Linked DNA regions of Mus musculus: regions 2 and 3 are each linked to region 1. Evidence: chromatin contacts called from public HiChIP or PLAC-seq data. All regions are on one chromosome and are shown on one strand. Each heading gives the region's core, a stretch centred on a gene start, on an enhancer-like site or on the middle of the called end of the contact. The rest is flanking DNA. Distances are from core to core; before and after follow the strand shown.

What was found. HiChIP or PLAC-seq counts read pairs in DNA pulled down with a chosen protein or histone mark.
Region 2: a FOXA1 HiChIP or PLAC-seq map of pancreatic cancer cells shows a contact between it and region 1. The contact joins the enhancer-like site here to the promoter of Actbl2 in region 1. A contact is called at or near these places in 5 of 39 promoter capture datasets (the 3T3-L1 cell line, embryonic stem cells, frontonasal cranial neural crest and 2 more), 1 of 484 Hi-C or Micro-C datasets (neurons) and 2 of 115 datasets of contacts at active chromatin or transcription factors (bone marrow-derived macrophages and pancreatic cancer cells).
Region 3: a contact with region 1 is called in a FOXA1 HiChIP or PLAC-seq map of pancreatic cancer cells. The contact joins the enhancer-like site here to the promoter of Actbl2 in region 1. A contact is called at or near these places in 10 of 39 promoter capture datasets (the 3T3-L1 cell line, the HPC-7 cell line, embryonic stem cells and 5 more) and 4 of 115 datasets of contacts at active chromatin or transcription factors (astrocytes, cardiomyocytes, large pre-B cells and 1 more).

What each region holds. Positions count from the first base shown.
Region 1 is chr13:111,253,689-111,258,048 of GRCm38.p6, reverse strand. It overlaps Actbl2 (actin, beta-like 2), which reads right to left and starts at 3,036. Exons shown (of 1, transcript NM_175497.3): 1 at 300-3,036. The coding sequence starts at 2,916. The coding sequence ends at 1,786.
Region 2 is chr13:110,722,055-110,726,339 of GRCm38.p6, reverse strand. No RefSeq gene overlaps it. Among named protein-coding and RNA genes, the nearest start is that of Gm33172, 40 kb to the right of the region's middle. Within about 2 kb of position 1,994, at least 36 of the 459 cell types and tissues checked have an H3K27ac peak or open chromatin away from gene starts, as enhancers often do. A contact at or near this core is called in pancreatic cancer cells, where this site is marked.
Region 3 is chr13:110,560,685-110,565,574 of GRCm38.p6, reverse strand. No RefSeq gene overlaps it. Among named protein-coding and RNA genes, the nearest start is that of Gm32990, 5.6 kb to the left of the region's middle. Within about 2 kb of position 2,469, at least 84 of the 459 cell types and tissues checked have an H3K27ac peak or open chromatin away from gene starts, as enhancers often do. A contact at or near this core is called in hematopoietic stem and progenitor cells and pancreatic cancer cells, where this site is marked.

The sequences.
Region 1 (4,360 bases), core at 1,787-4,286:
ATATGAGGAGCATCATAACAACAAATCCAGGATGTTATTATGTTGCCACTACCTCTAACTTAATTACTGAATACTGGGTCATCCACTAAACCTTAATATTATGAGGGATTTATAAACTTATCTGCCTAGCTATTTAAAAACTGACTTTTAACTTTACGGGAGCGAATGTAGGAGGCCCAGGCTGAACATGAGTAACACGGGGATGAGCAGGCCGTATGCAGGGAGAGTGATGCTCTTGGAATCACACTCTCGTGGGCAGGAGTGAGGGAAATAACAGGAAAGCCAAAACACAAGCATGTCGCCATCTTACTTTAATGAAATTAAATGAAAAGCAAGCTTTGTAAAAGAAAGCACATCTGCAGATGGAACAACTGCAGCAGCATGCCTGCTCAGTTGATAAAGGAAATAAAAGAATAATCAAGGTATTGGGAACGTTCTATTTTAATCAAGGTTCCAAATTCACATGTCTAAACACAAGAGCTTTCCAAACTAATATGAAAGAGAAGGGATTCCTTCCTCCCACGTGTCTAACAGTATCTTCATGAGCAAATAAGCAGATGAATATCTTAACTTTTTAGAAAAAGACATGAAAAATGCAAATTACCCTGATAACCAAATGATGAGAAATCACAGCATAGATGGAAACAGATATGGTCATTCTAAAGATTTGTTGTTCAGTCACCACTGGGTCCACTAAATCATCTCAAACATTGTAGGAAGAAACCCTAATATGTTTTTTGAGAAGCTAACATTTCAGAGACACGTTTGTACACACGTGTTGCCAGTCGTTGGATGTCATAAAATGAAGAACGACAACCAAATCTCCCAAGAGCACACCTGAGGCTACTGAACTTCTACTCTAGTTCCCTGCTTGCAAGGATGCTGCTGCTGCGCTTCCCATAGCAACATCCTTGCATATGAGGAATACCCAGAATCACGGCCAACAGATATTACTCAAGACACATTATTAGGCTGAGAGATATCGATAAAATTATTCTTGTCACTCTGTGGCAGAACAAAATTAACTCGATACAACAATATCTTTCTGTGTAAACAGTTAGGCATCGTCTGTAGGTCTGCTGTTTCGTGAGTCTGATGAAGTCCAGGAACTAAGTCATGACCAACAGATCTTTACCTTGACTTGAAAAGTTATTTGATTTATACACACTAATCGAATGGTAACTGTTTAGTTATGCTTATGTGATAAGTCAATTCCTTGAAATACAGAGCTGATAAGACGTTGACTAGAGAATAAAAACAAGCACATAAGTTGCTCAGTCAGCCAAGTACATTATTATGGTTTAAGATGTAATATTTTACTTTCCTGATGCATATGTGGATACAGATGATTGACTTGTATAATTCGTTATATCCATAGAAAGAAGTAAATAAATAAAGGGACTAAGACATAGTTGCTAAACTTTTGTATTGCAGATTTGTAGAGTGTTTTTGACCATTTCAGCAAGAGCTCTATATAAGGCTTGCAAATTGTATTCAGCCTGAAATTATATTCTCATGATCTTACTCCTTGTCACATATTTTCATGTAAGCAAGCCCACATTTCTTTGAGCCCTACAGGCATAAAAAAACGGAATATGATATCAGAATTCCCTCAGCTGATAAAAATCACAGTGTGGTTAGCTGTGTCCTAGCCCTGGATACTTGGATGGTGACGCAGATTTCCTGGCTTGTACACTCAATAAGAAGTCAATGATTTACCTTCAGTGTCCTGGGTGAGGTGGGGTACCATCATTATGACCCAGGAAAAGGGACACGGTAGCTTACCTAGAAGCATTTTCTATGAACAATGGGAGGTCCAGCTTCGTCATATTCCTGCTTACTGATCCACATCTGCTGGAATGTGGACAGGCTGGCGAGGATGGAGCCCCCAATCCAAACCGAATACTTGCGTTCTGGGGGAGCTATGATCTTAATTTTCATGGTACTTGGTGCCAAGGTTACAATTTCCTTCTGCATCCTGTCGGCAATGCCTGGGTACATGGTACTGCCTCCAGACAGCACAGTGTTGGCAAATAAATCCTTACGAATATCTACATCACACTTCATGATCGAGTTGAAGGTTGTCTCATGGATGCCTCTGGATTCAATGCCTAGAAAGGAAGGCTGGAAAATGGCTTCTGGGCACCGGAAGCGTTCATTTCCAATGGTGATCACCTGCCCATCAGGGAGCTCATAGCTTCTCTCTAGTGAGGATGAAGCGGCTGCAGTGACCATCTCCTGCTCAAAGTCCAGGGCCACGTAGCACAACTTTTCTTTGACATCCCGCACGATCTCCCTCTCTGCTGTGGTGGTGAAGTTATAGCCTCGTTCTGTCAGAATCTTCATGAGGTAATCAGTCAGGTCCCTACCTGCCAGATCTAGTCGTAGAATGGCATGAGGCAGAGCGTAACCTTCATAGATAGGCACAGTGTGAGTGACCCCATCCCCAGAATCCATCACGATACCTGTAGTCCTTCCGGAAGCATAGAGGGATAGCACGGCTTGGATTGCTACATACATGGCAGGTGTGTTGAAAGCCTCGAACATTATCTGAGTCATCTTTTCCCGGTTGATTTTGGGGTTAAGGGGTGCCTCGGTGAGAAGAATAGGATGTTCATCCGGTGCTACCCGGAGCTCATTGTAGAAAGTGTGGTACCAGATCTTCTCCATATCATCCCAGTTGGTGACGACTCCGTGTTCAATGGGATACTTCAAGGTCAAGATGCCTCGCTTGCTCTGGGCCTCATCTCCCACATAACAGTCCTTCTGGCCCATGCCTACCATGACCCCCTGGTGTCGTGGACGACCAACCATGGAGGGGAACACAGCACGGGGGGCATCGTCACCCCCAAAACCTGCCTTGCACATCCCTGACCCATTATCTACTACCAAAGCAGTCAGCTCATCGTCAACCATGGTTGCTGGCTGGGATCTTCCAGATGGGTGAACAAAAGTTCAATAGAGGTGAGTTCTAGACTATGATGTGCGAGACAGAGAATGGGTACTCAGAACACTTCAGAACTGCCCTCAGAGAAGAGAGCCTGGACCTCGAGCACAGGTATTTAAAGGAAGACTCCGACTCCACCCATGTCCTACCCCACCAGTTCCCAGCATTTCTGGGCGGGGCTACCTTTGAGGTGCTAATAATGATGATAATTACAGAAATCATTAGTAGGCCTCTTTCATAAAGAGAAAACTGGCTACCAAGTGGCTAAATCTCAGGGTGCTGTAATTAGGCAACCCACACACTGCTTCCGGGTCTGCTTGGTGAGGTCTCTAGATTTCTATGTGATGCAGAGGGAATGTGAGAGAGAACTAGAGATGGAGTCTGTGCTCCTGCTCCGTGGACTGCTCCTCTTAAGCGCGCACTCTGACGGCGCTTAGCCTTGACTTTCCAGTTTTGATATATTACTCATAGGAAGGGCCTGATACTGTATTTATTTTTTTTAAGTTTTTCTTTCTCATTATTAGAAGATGTCATCACGATAGAAGCTGTTTTAATGAAAGAAAATAACGAGTGGCCTCGGGTGGCCTAATGGCTTTAATCAGAATATACTTTGTGCCATGAAAAATGTAGAGCTATTTAACTGACCTCAGATCTGCCAGCCACAAGTAAAAGCAAGAGGGTGATCAATAAAGTAAACCACTATACATTTTTTTCTGACAAACTATCTAATAGCCACATTATATTCTTTATATTTTCTAATAACCAAATTTATTATCATGCATTGACATTGTTCGTAGGTTTACCAAGCCCATGTTGACTGCACAAAGGCATAATGCCAATGTTTTTGAGTGATTTATTTGTTTTTCAAAAATTTTTTTATTAGATTTTTTCTTTTTTAAAAAATTTTTATTAGATATTTTCTTCATTTACATTTCAAATGCTACCCCCTTTCCTAGTTTCCTCTTTGAAAGTCCCCTATACCCTCCCCTGCCCTGCTCCCCAGCCCACCCACTCTCACTTCCTGGCCCTGGCATTCCCCTGTACTGGGGCATATAAAGTTTGCAAGACCAAGGGCCTCTCCTCCCACTGATGGCCGACTAGGCCATCCTCTGCTACATATGCAACTAGAGACACATCTCTGGGGGGTACTGGTTAGTTCATATTGTTCCTCCTCCTATAGGATTGCAGACCCCTTTAGCTCCTTGGGTACTTTCTCTAGCTCCTTCATTGGGGGCCCTGTGTTCCATCCAATAGATGACCGTGAGCATCCACTTCTGTATTTGCCAGGCAGTGGCATAGCCTCACAAGAGATATTAGGGTCCTGTCAGCAAAATCTTGCTGGCATATGCAATAGTGTCTGGTTTTGGTGGCTGATTATGGGATGGATCCCCAGGTGGGGCAGTCTGGCTATTA
Region 2 (4,285 bases), core at 745-3,244, 530 kb after region 1:
GTGTGTGTGTGTGTGTGTGTGTGTGTGTGTGTGTGTATGTGTTTGTGTGTGTGTGTTTGTGTGTGTTTGTGTGTGTGTTTGTATGTGTGTGTATGTGTGTTTGTGTGTGTGTGTGTGTGTTCTATGGCAGGAGTTTGAAACCTGTGAGCATGGAGGATTGTGGGAACTCAAAGGTTGTGTTGATAGTTTGCAGACAAGGAAGCTAGAGAAAGATAGCCCTTCCTCTCTCCTGTTAACTCAGGAAATCGAGTGTGAGCCACCTGAGAAACAGCACTCCCCTTTGAAGGTGTTGCTAGGAGGAATGGGTGTGGTGGCACAAGCTGCCAACACCAGACAGGAAATATGGGTGGGGAATAGTTAAGATTCCAATACGCCAACTCATTAGGCTGCATAGCACCCATAAGCTCCACTGGGCCATGCATTTTTTGTCTAGAAGCCTCTTATGGGCTCTTGGACTCAAATGTATTTTCCTTGTTTTAATATAAACCAAACGCAAAACCAAGCCAGATTAAAATAATTCTAGAATATTCCTAGGCACACTCGCTGTAGATGAGGTAGCCAGTGGGGATGCAAAACACACCTTACTTCCTTCTCATCCTGGCTGTTCACACAGATAAAAATAAGGAGAGCAACTAGGCACAGACAAAACCTCACCTACTTCTGGGTGGACCCTCCTTTCCTCTGCAAGAAAGAAGCCACATCTGGATCTTCATGAAAGTTGCCCCTACATACCAGTCATCTCATGTTACATTAAAATAGGAGCTACATTTTAAAAAACAAAACAAAACAAAACAAAACCCTAATTCCTAGAACTTCCAGATGTAGTTGTTTTGGGTAACTTCTTTTTTCAAGTACTTGCGTTGGTAGAGAATTTCATTCGCTGATCTCACAGTGAGCCCTGTGTTGATAGAATCCCAGCTTTAAAGCTTCACCTTCTTGTTGCTTTGGAGGAAAAGGGATTCTTTGAGTAGCAAAACCTGACTTTGCATTTCCCAGGCTTTTAGAATACATAAGACGTTGTTTGTTCATCGGTAGCAGAGAGATGGTAAATCGTGCTAACTGGATATACTATGGACAGCATCATAGGAAGGTCTCCCTATTCTATGCAAACCTCCCTGCCTCCAAAGGTTTTAGAAAACTGAACTTTACTTATGTACTAAACTACAGACCTCTGTCATTCAGTATCTCCCTAAAACCAACAAGGTGCAGCTTAGTGCATACTGGACAAGGGAGGTACAGGCTCCTAGTCCAGATGGCTAGGATTGCAGTCCTAGCTTTACAGTGTGCTGGTGGAACAAGTTCAGCCGTGTAATTTAACCTCTCTGTGCCTGCTTTGTGCCTGCAAAAGAAGGGCGGAGGAGTGGGTAATTATAACTATTCTGGCTGCTTTAGAGGTTATGTGAACTAATGCTTATGGAGTCCTTAGAAGACTATGCAACATAGAACAAGCACCCTCAAGTATGAGCTTATTCACACCAAGGCTCCATCTGTGCTCCCTCCCTCCCTCCCTCCCTCCCTCCATGGCAGATTTGTGCCAGCCGAGTCATTAGCACCGTTAAGCAACTTGCCTCTCTCCATGACTTGGGTTCGGCTATAGCTTTGACATCACTGCTCTGCGGTCCCTCTGCTTCCATACTGCATGGACTTTAGGCAGACTCTATAAGAACCAGGAGCTATGAGCAGCATTCGGGACACAAAGTAATGCATTCCAGTTTTGAGGGCACACAGTTTATCAGGGCTTAGATACCACACTTCCTGCCATGGGCTCACGTTTTGAAGACTTTGTCTAGTTTGTAGCTCTAATACTATAAAACTGTTCTTGGGGAGGGAGAGACTTGGCTCGTGGACATAGACTTCTAAGGGTGAGCAGTGTAAATTATGCCCATTGGTTGTCCCAGTCTCCTTTCTCTGCTTCCTGGTTGGCCATATAGCGAATAAGTTCCCACTGTCTCATGCTCTCACTGCAATGGACTGAGTCATCCCTACTGCCTGCATTCCTTGCCCTTACAGACTAGAGACTCTAGGAAACTAAAATAAATTGACCCTTTCCTGCCTTCACCTGTGTCTGTCAGATATTTGCTCACAGATGCACTCATGCATTCCCAAAGGATTAATGTTGGTTTGTCTGTTTATTCTTCAAACTTGTATTTTGGCAACTGGACATATTCAAATTACTACTAAAAAACTCGACAAGTGCGCTGATAAGGTAGCTCAGAAAGTAAAGGAGCTTGCTGCCAAACCCAAAGTACAGAGTTCAATTCCTATGACCCACATTGTATAATTACAAACCCATAGTTGACCCCTTAAATCCATATGCACACTATGGTACACACACACATAGACACACAGATACACACACACACACACACACACACACACACACACAGACACACACACACAGACACAGACACACACACACACAGACACAGACACACACACACACAGACACACACACACACACACACACACACACACACACACAGACACACACACACACACACACACACACAGACACAGACACAGACACAGACATACACACACACACACTAAACATCTATGTAGCAAAATATTTAAAGAAGAACTGTGAGATGTTTTGAATTTGAATATTTAAATTGATTGGTAGCTTGAGGCACAAAACAAAAATAAAGGATAAACTAGTCAGACTCAGCATCAGTCGGCTACTTGATAGCATGCTTACCATTGGTTATCCAAGCACGGGAGTTATTCTGCTTTCCTTAAACTTGGAAAAAGAAACACACTCCTTTTTCTAAAACATTTGTCTCATTAGGGCTGCTGAATCTGGTTTGCATTGATTACAACACTGAGAAGGAGTAGCAGTTAGACTCTTGCAGCGTTAAAGTTAATTTAGGTCCAGATCAGTCCAAGAACTTCTTTTCTATCACGTGGCTGTGATGCTTCATTTTAGTTTTTAAATTTAACTTTAGAAATCTTGCCACTGTGCAGTGAAATCGAAGGACTTGGGGAAACATCCATCCCACATTAAAAAGAAGCCACTGAAATGCTAACCAGGTGGGCAGGGAAGACATCGTGATGTTTCCAAGTCCGGCGCTGAGGGATAACTGGTTCCAGCTCTCCAAGTCCACTCCAAGATTTTGAGTTTCAATTTAAAATTAAACTAGAACTTTCTCTGTATTAAAGGGGGTGGGGAGAAAGCTTAACATCACCCCCCACCCCCATCAAAGCTTAAAACCTTCTGGAACTTCTAATAGTTCACATGAAACATCACAGCAAACAAGATGTAAATGAATAAGAAACAGATGAGTCCCCACGTTCTGGACATACTTACGGATTTTAATTTCAGGAATTCTTGGAGAGAAAAGAGCTAGTGAGATAATAAATTGATCGTGGCTGTATTACATTATCTTATAATCAAAACAATCTTTGCCACTCGAACCTAAGAGGTCTGTTTCCAATGAGTTCTAAAGTTTACAGTTGTTCCAGGATCCTTAGTATTACCACACTGTTAACTTATTTATGAAATAAAAACTTTTGTGCTGCTTTCTAAGGAAGCATGCGTTTCTCGAACAATAATTTTCTTGTTTTTTTTTTTTCTAATTGATTTCACATTCAGTATTGTTCTCCTGTAAAGCATCTAATTATCTACACGTGGTCACCTAAATGATCTGTGGCAGACAACCACAAAGGAATATGCATGCCTAAATTTCTTCCCCAACAGCTGCAAGAAGAAGGCAAGATACAACAATATTTCAATTTATTTCCTTGCATGTACCCACGGTTTTATAATTGTGTGAGGTTTCTGGTGGAAAAATTTAAGATCAGAATCAAGTTGTATATTCTCACACCGAAGGTTTCAAGGGGGGCATTTGCTGACTTTCCTACTGCTCACAAAGTTGGGAAGGAGAATTTGACTTTCAGATTCACTGTGCATGCTCAAATCCAGATGAGTCTAGAAAACAGACTGTGCTACTGAGACCGCGGCTTCTGTGCTTCCTGTGATTAACTGCTGCGCGCGTGCTCATGAATATGTAGAACAAGCGTAAATATACAAGACACCACGAATGCAGGCATGCCCCATGTCTTTGGAACACCAGAGGCTGATTCAAAGTTCCAGAACTTGACTGTCGTGATGAGCTGCACAGTCGCTGCTAACTCCTCATGCAGCAGCCCCTGCTTTAGAATTCAGATAGGACACATCCGAATCAGTTGGAACTAAAGACGAATGTGTGGACATCAGGCCTGAAAGAGCCGTAGCTCTACAGTTCACAAAGAAGGCATCACTCTAGACAATACCTTTTGCCTGCAG
Region 3 (4,890 bases), core at 1,220-3,719, 690 kb after region 1:
TTTTGCCTGATTTATTTAGGCATTTGGAAAATGAATAAATGAATTTTAAATAGCATCTGCTAAGATGGCCTTGGACAGAATTAGAAAGCCACAATTTCTGTGGCGAACAGAATCCAGGCATCCTCTCTTACACCAACCTCGCTCTCCAGCTTTCTCAGCCTCTCCCCCTCCTCTGGCATCATTTCTCCATCTCCCAGAGAAGGATTTGAAATGTCCACACTAAGCTGCTGAAGGGTGGAGGTTTTTACTTCCCAAGGATCACTGCTTTGGGGACGATTGAAGGCCAAGAGCAGAATGTGGGGCGTTTTGTACTGGATTCAGTCTCCTGCCTCCACCCTGGGCCTACCTCACCATCCTCTCATGAACACTTGCCATCCAGTCCAAGTGAGGCAAAGTATGTATCTTCCTTAAGCTTGTTTCCTCAAAACTAAAATGGGGATAAAATCTTACTACACTTATAGACTTGCTATGAGACTTTAATGAGAATATTCAAAGCACCCTGTGCTGGGTATGTAGCTGTTATTATAGTTCATGAATAGTAGCTGTTATAATGCCAGCTGTTTCCAACAGCAACAACAAGGAATAACTGTGACCCTATCCCTGAGTAAAGTTCCAACCATTCTGCAAACTACAGGTGGGATCTGATGATGTCATCACCCTCTTATCAAACTTTGTTTTTTTTTTTTTTTTTTTTTTTTTTTAATCAAACGTTTGGTTTTTTTTTTTTTTAACAAGCTTTGTTTCTCTCAAGATTTTGGGTTATTTCCTGAAAAATTGATATATATGGCTGACAGAAATGACTTAGGAAGTTTTAGGACTCACCAGAAGGGAACTGTTTTGAATCTAATTTACTGAAACAGCCAAGTTGCAAAACTGAGTTTGTAAACAGAACTCAACCATTCCCCATTCCGCCCTAATGGTCTTAACTTGTAATCTCCAAAGATGCTCCTTGCTAGCTATTCTGCTCATCTCTACAGACAGAAAGCACCTTCTAAAATCATTCTATAAATGTGAGTTTACAAAGTTTGTTGACAGAAATATCGGACTCAATTTTTTTTTCTACTCAGTCACGTGGGCGCAAGTGGAGCCCGGGAATCTGGACGATTAGGCACGCGTTTAGGCTTACAAGTCCTCGAGTACAGAGATAGGACAAAGGTTCTGATCTACAGGTGACTCGCATCGTTTCCCAAGCTTGAAAGTGCTTGTTCTGCAGCCATCCGTAGAGTTGCGATCTACCGTTATCAACTGAGAAAATCATCTCTAAGTGCTGTTGTTCAGAGCTCTTCCCCTCTGGGCCCGGCTCTCCTGACAGCACCTGCTGGCTGACTGAGGAGGAAAGGTCACGAGAAAGTAAACAGGTCCACAGTCATTTCCTGCGCCATCCTGATCTTGTCCTTCGAGATGGATGGCAGGCTGCAGCTGAGCCTGTTATTAATAGCACACAGACGTAGCTGGGTGGTACCCACGAGCCCTAGCATAGGATGTGGTTTGATTATCTGCTGTTGGCCCTGCCCAGGAGCTGACTCCCACATTGGGCCTAGGCTTACTCTCATACCCTTCCTGTCACAGACTCTCATCTCTGGCTGTCTTTCTGTCCTTGAGGTCAGGCAAGAATCTCTTAAAGTTGACTTTCTGCTATTTTTATTGCAGAAAACACCGTATCAAGCTGATTTCATACTGCATTTGGTTTTATATACTTTTTCAAATCACATTCAACCTTATTTGAGGGGGCTCTAAGTTGGGGTGCATCCTTCACTGTTGGATTCTCACCAACATGGAATCCTTAGACTGGTATCAGGTATATGATTATTTCAATCTATAGCTGACCAAAGGGCCAAGTTTGTCAAAACACTATTTCCAGCTAAGTTCACCACCAGAGACATTGAAAGAAACCCATATGTAGCCTTCTCTGATCACCCAAATGTTTCTTGTCAATTCACAAGCTGTGACAAAGCCCAGAAGAAAAGACATAGACAAAATGTCTATCTGAACAATCCATCTGATATCATATTCTAGAAAATGCCAAAGGATTGTTTAAAAGGGGTAGTATTTGATGGTGATATCATGATTTTTCTTTTGTTTCTTCCATCAATTACAGACTCTAAGAAAATCTCCAAAGTGTCTCCAATGGAAATGCTAAATCACAAAAGAAACTTAGTAGCTGACTTGGTTAAAAATGTCTAAATATCACTTAACAAGAGGGACTGTGGGACTGTGGTGTGTGTGTGTGTGTGTGTGTGTGTGTGTGTGTGTGTGTGTGTGTGTGTGTGTGTGTGATGTCTTGCACACATTTAGACAGGTGCATATTTAGAAGCTCCAATGAAGGACAAAGGTTGTCCCTGTGTCTCAGACTTTCCAACTTTGCTGCCCTTGTATATAAGGGAAGGGCTAGTACAGAACCACTCTCTGCCTCGGGAGGGTAGGAAGATGAGGGAGTCCCCACCCTGTGACCTTATCGGCTGCCTTCAACCGGTGAGAACGGTTATTCCCAGTCCTATTGTTCAGCACTTCCTGATCCTGCTTGTTCCCTCTGACTCACCACACATGAAATCATAGCTAAGAAAGCTTCAAAGGGACTGTGGAAATCCTTAGACACACACTGTTCAAATGATGAATAGTGTCAACCATAGAGGGACTGTAAACAAACCCACGTTTATCATGCAGTTGTGCTATGTGAAGACTTCATCTCCAAATAGAGGCCTGGGGAAGCTTAATCTACTTCTCTTGGGTCAAGACCCCACACATCTCTTCAGTAAAGCTCTAGCAGAATTGAGTTTCTTCTTCTTCTTTGTACGTGGTGTGATTTTGAGCTTTTTTTTTTCTCTATATTTCACTGTCACTTGCCCAGTGTGTCTTTTTCTGCCACGTGACCTGACATAGGTCATTACAGGAAACCTTGCTGAAACACTAAGTTGTAGACAGGAACCTTTCTTGACGTCATGATATATATTTAGCCATGCTTTCTGTCTTTTAAAGGGGTATTCAAATCCACTGTAGCCCCCTCTAGAATACCATGCTGGCATGCTCCTCCAACTCAAAGCATTGGGTAATTTCTTTCCAGGGTAGCAAGGACAAGTTTGAAAGAATCTGGCTTTGCATCCTACCAGCTTACATTCATTTACTGGGTAACATAGCTGACCTTGAATTCACTACGTCATAGGCCAGGCTGTTCTCAAGTTCATGGTCCTCCGGTCTTAGCCTCTCATCTTTAGTAGAAGTATTTCAATGTATTGGGAAATGAAGAAAATAGTTAGGGTTTAAACTGAGCATTGAGGCTGGAGGAACACACTGGTCAAACTAGAGAGTCTCAGAAACAACCAGACTGTACCCAGCTTATAAGATCTGTGGGGGTGGGGGTGGGGGGACAACAAAAAACAAAAACAAATGCCAGCTCACAGCTCTTTCTTTTTATCTTGCTCGTAAGGAGGCAAGAGAGTTTGATTCAATTCCCAGATCACACTGACAAAGAAACTTACTGGACAGGGCCCTCATAGACCCCACCTTTCCCTGAGGGACAATGGTAATTAAAGGTTTCTGGGGAGAAGGTGTCATTTTCTCCAGTGGTGAGTCAGCCCTTGCTCTGGTAAACAACCAGCCATGCTCAGGGTAGAAACTGATTAGACTCAGTGGAGGGCACACAGAACGAAGAGATGAAAGTAGGAGGGCACTAGATGGGGGGGGGGGGATAGGAGAGGGGCGATGAAGAGAGAGGGGGAGGAGGAGAGAAGGTTCCACTACACGATGGACAGGGATTGGAAAAGGGCAAGGAGAAGAAGCAATATGAAGTTAGGGAAATTCATTATATAAATGAATGAAATTGTCAATTTAAATGAAGAACATGCCCCCGGTGGGAGATTAACATCCTTACAAGTCAGGTTTTATTTCTGATGTTTCAGATAAACGAAGAGGAACCCAGGCTCCCTTGTGAAGACCTAGGGTTTGATACCTCCGATGGGCCACGATGGAAATGAAAGCTTAGGAAACAAAGAAAAACCTAAACTAAACTAAAACCAGCTTTGTTTCCTTTATGCACATAGGTCAGTTTCAAAAGTAAGAAAAGGATGCATGGGGTAGCCGCTAGAATCATCGTCCAGTTATGAAGTTCATCTTGTCCATCTCTGGCTATATAGTTCTTAAGAAACCCGAGGAGCGAAATAAGGAAATACGGTGCATTATGCAAAAGAAGTTATGATTAGCTACAACAGCAAGCAGGACCTCAGTCCTAGGCCGATTCTTATCTCATATCAGCAACTAGACATTCAAAGCCAATATCCAACCAGGAACCGCGGAGCAATGGTAAACGGAAGTGCTTAGAGTTCCTGCTTAGAAGCATTGATCGTCAATTCCCTCTGGTTCCTTTGCACAGAATGCAATAGAATGGCCCAGTCTCCATCCATCATTAAGGGGCTAACTTGAGATAATTTAGCTTTCTATGTTAAACATTTTATTTGTGTGTATTATGTGAAGGTGTGTCTGTTTACACAGGTACATTCCAGCCATGTCTCCAGGCTGTATGCCTCCGCGTGCACCAGGCTTGCCAGCCCTGGAGGTTCCTGGGATTTTCTTGTCTTCTTTTCTCAATGTAAGCATGATGCGATTACCCATCCTCACTAATTTATTTGACATTAATTTGCGTTTCGGGATCTACACTCCAGCCTCTAAGCTCGCACAAGTACTTTCACCCACTGAGTCATGTTTAAAAGGAGCCGAAGCAGGCGTTCTCTTACACGGAGAGCGAAGCTTGCCAGGGAGGAAACTGCAGAAGCAAAACCAAAACAGACGGAGAAGTTCCGAGTGTCCTTAAGAAGTTTGTACTGCCTGAGTTCCTCTTACATAAGTGCCTGCTGTTTTGGGCTAACACGGGGCTGAGGAACAGAGCTCCTGTGGAGA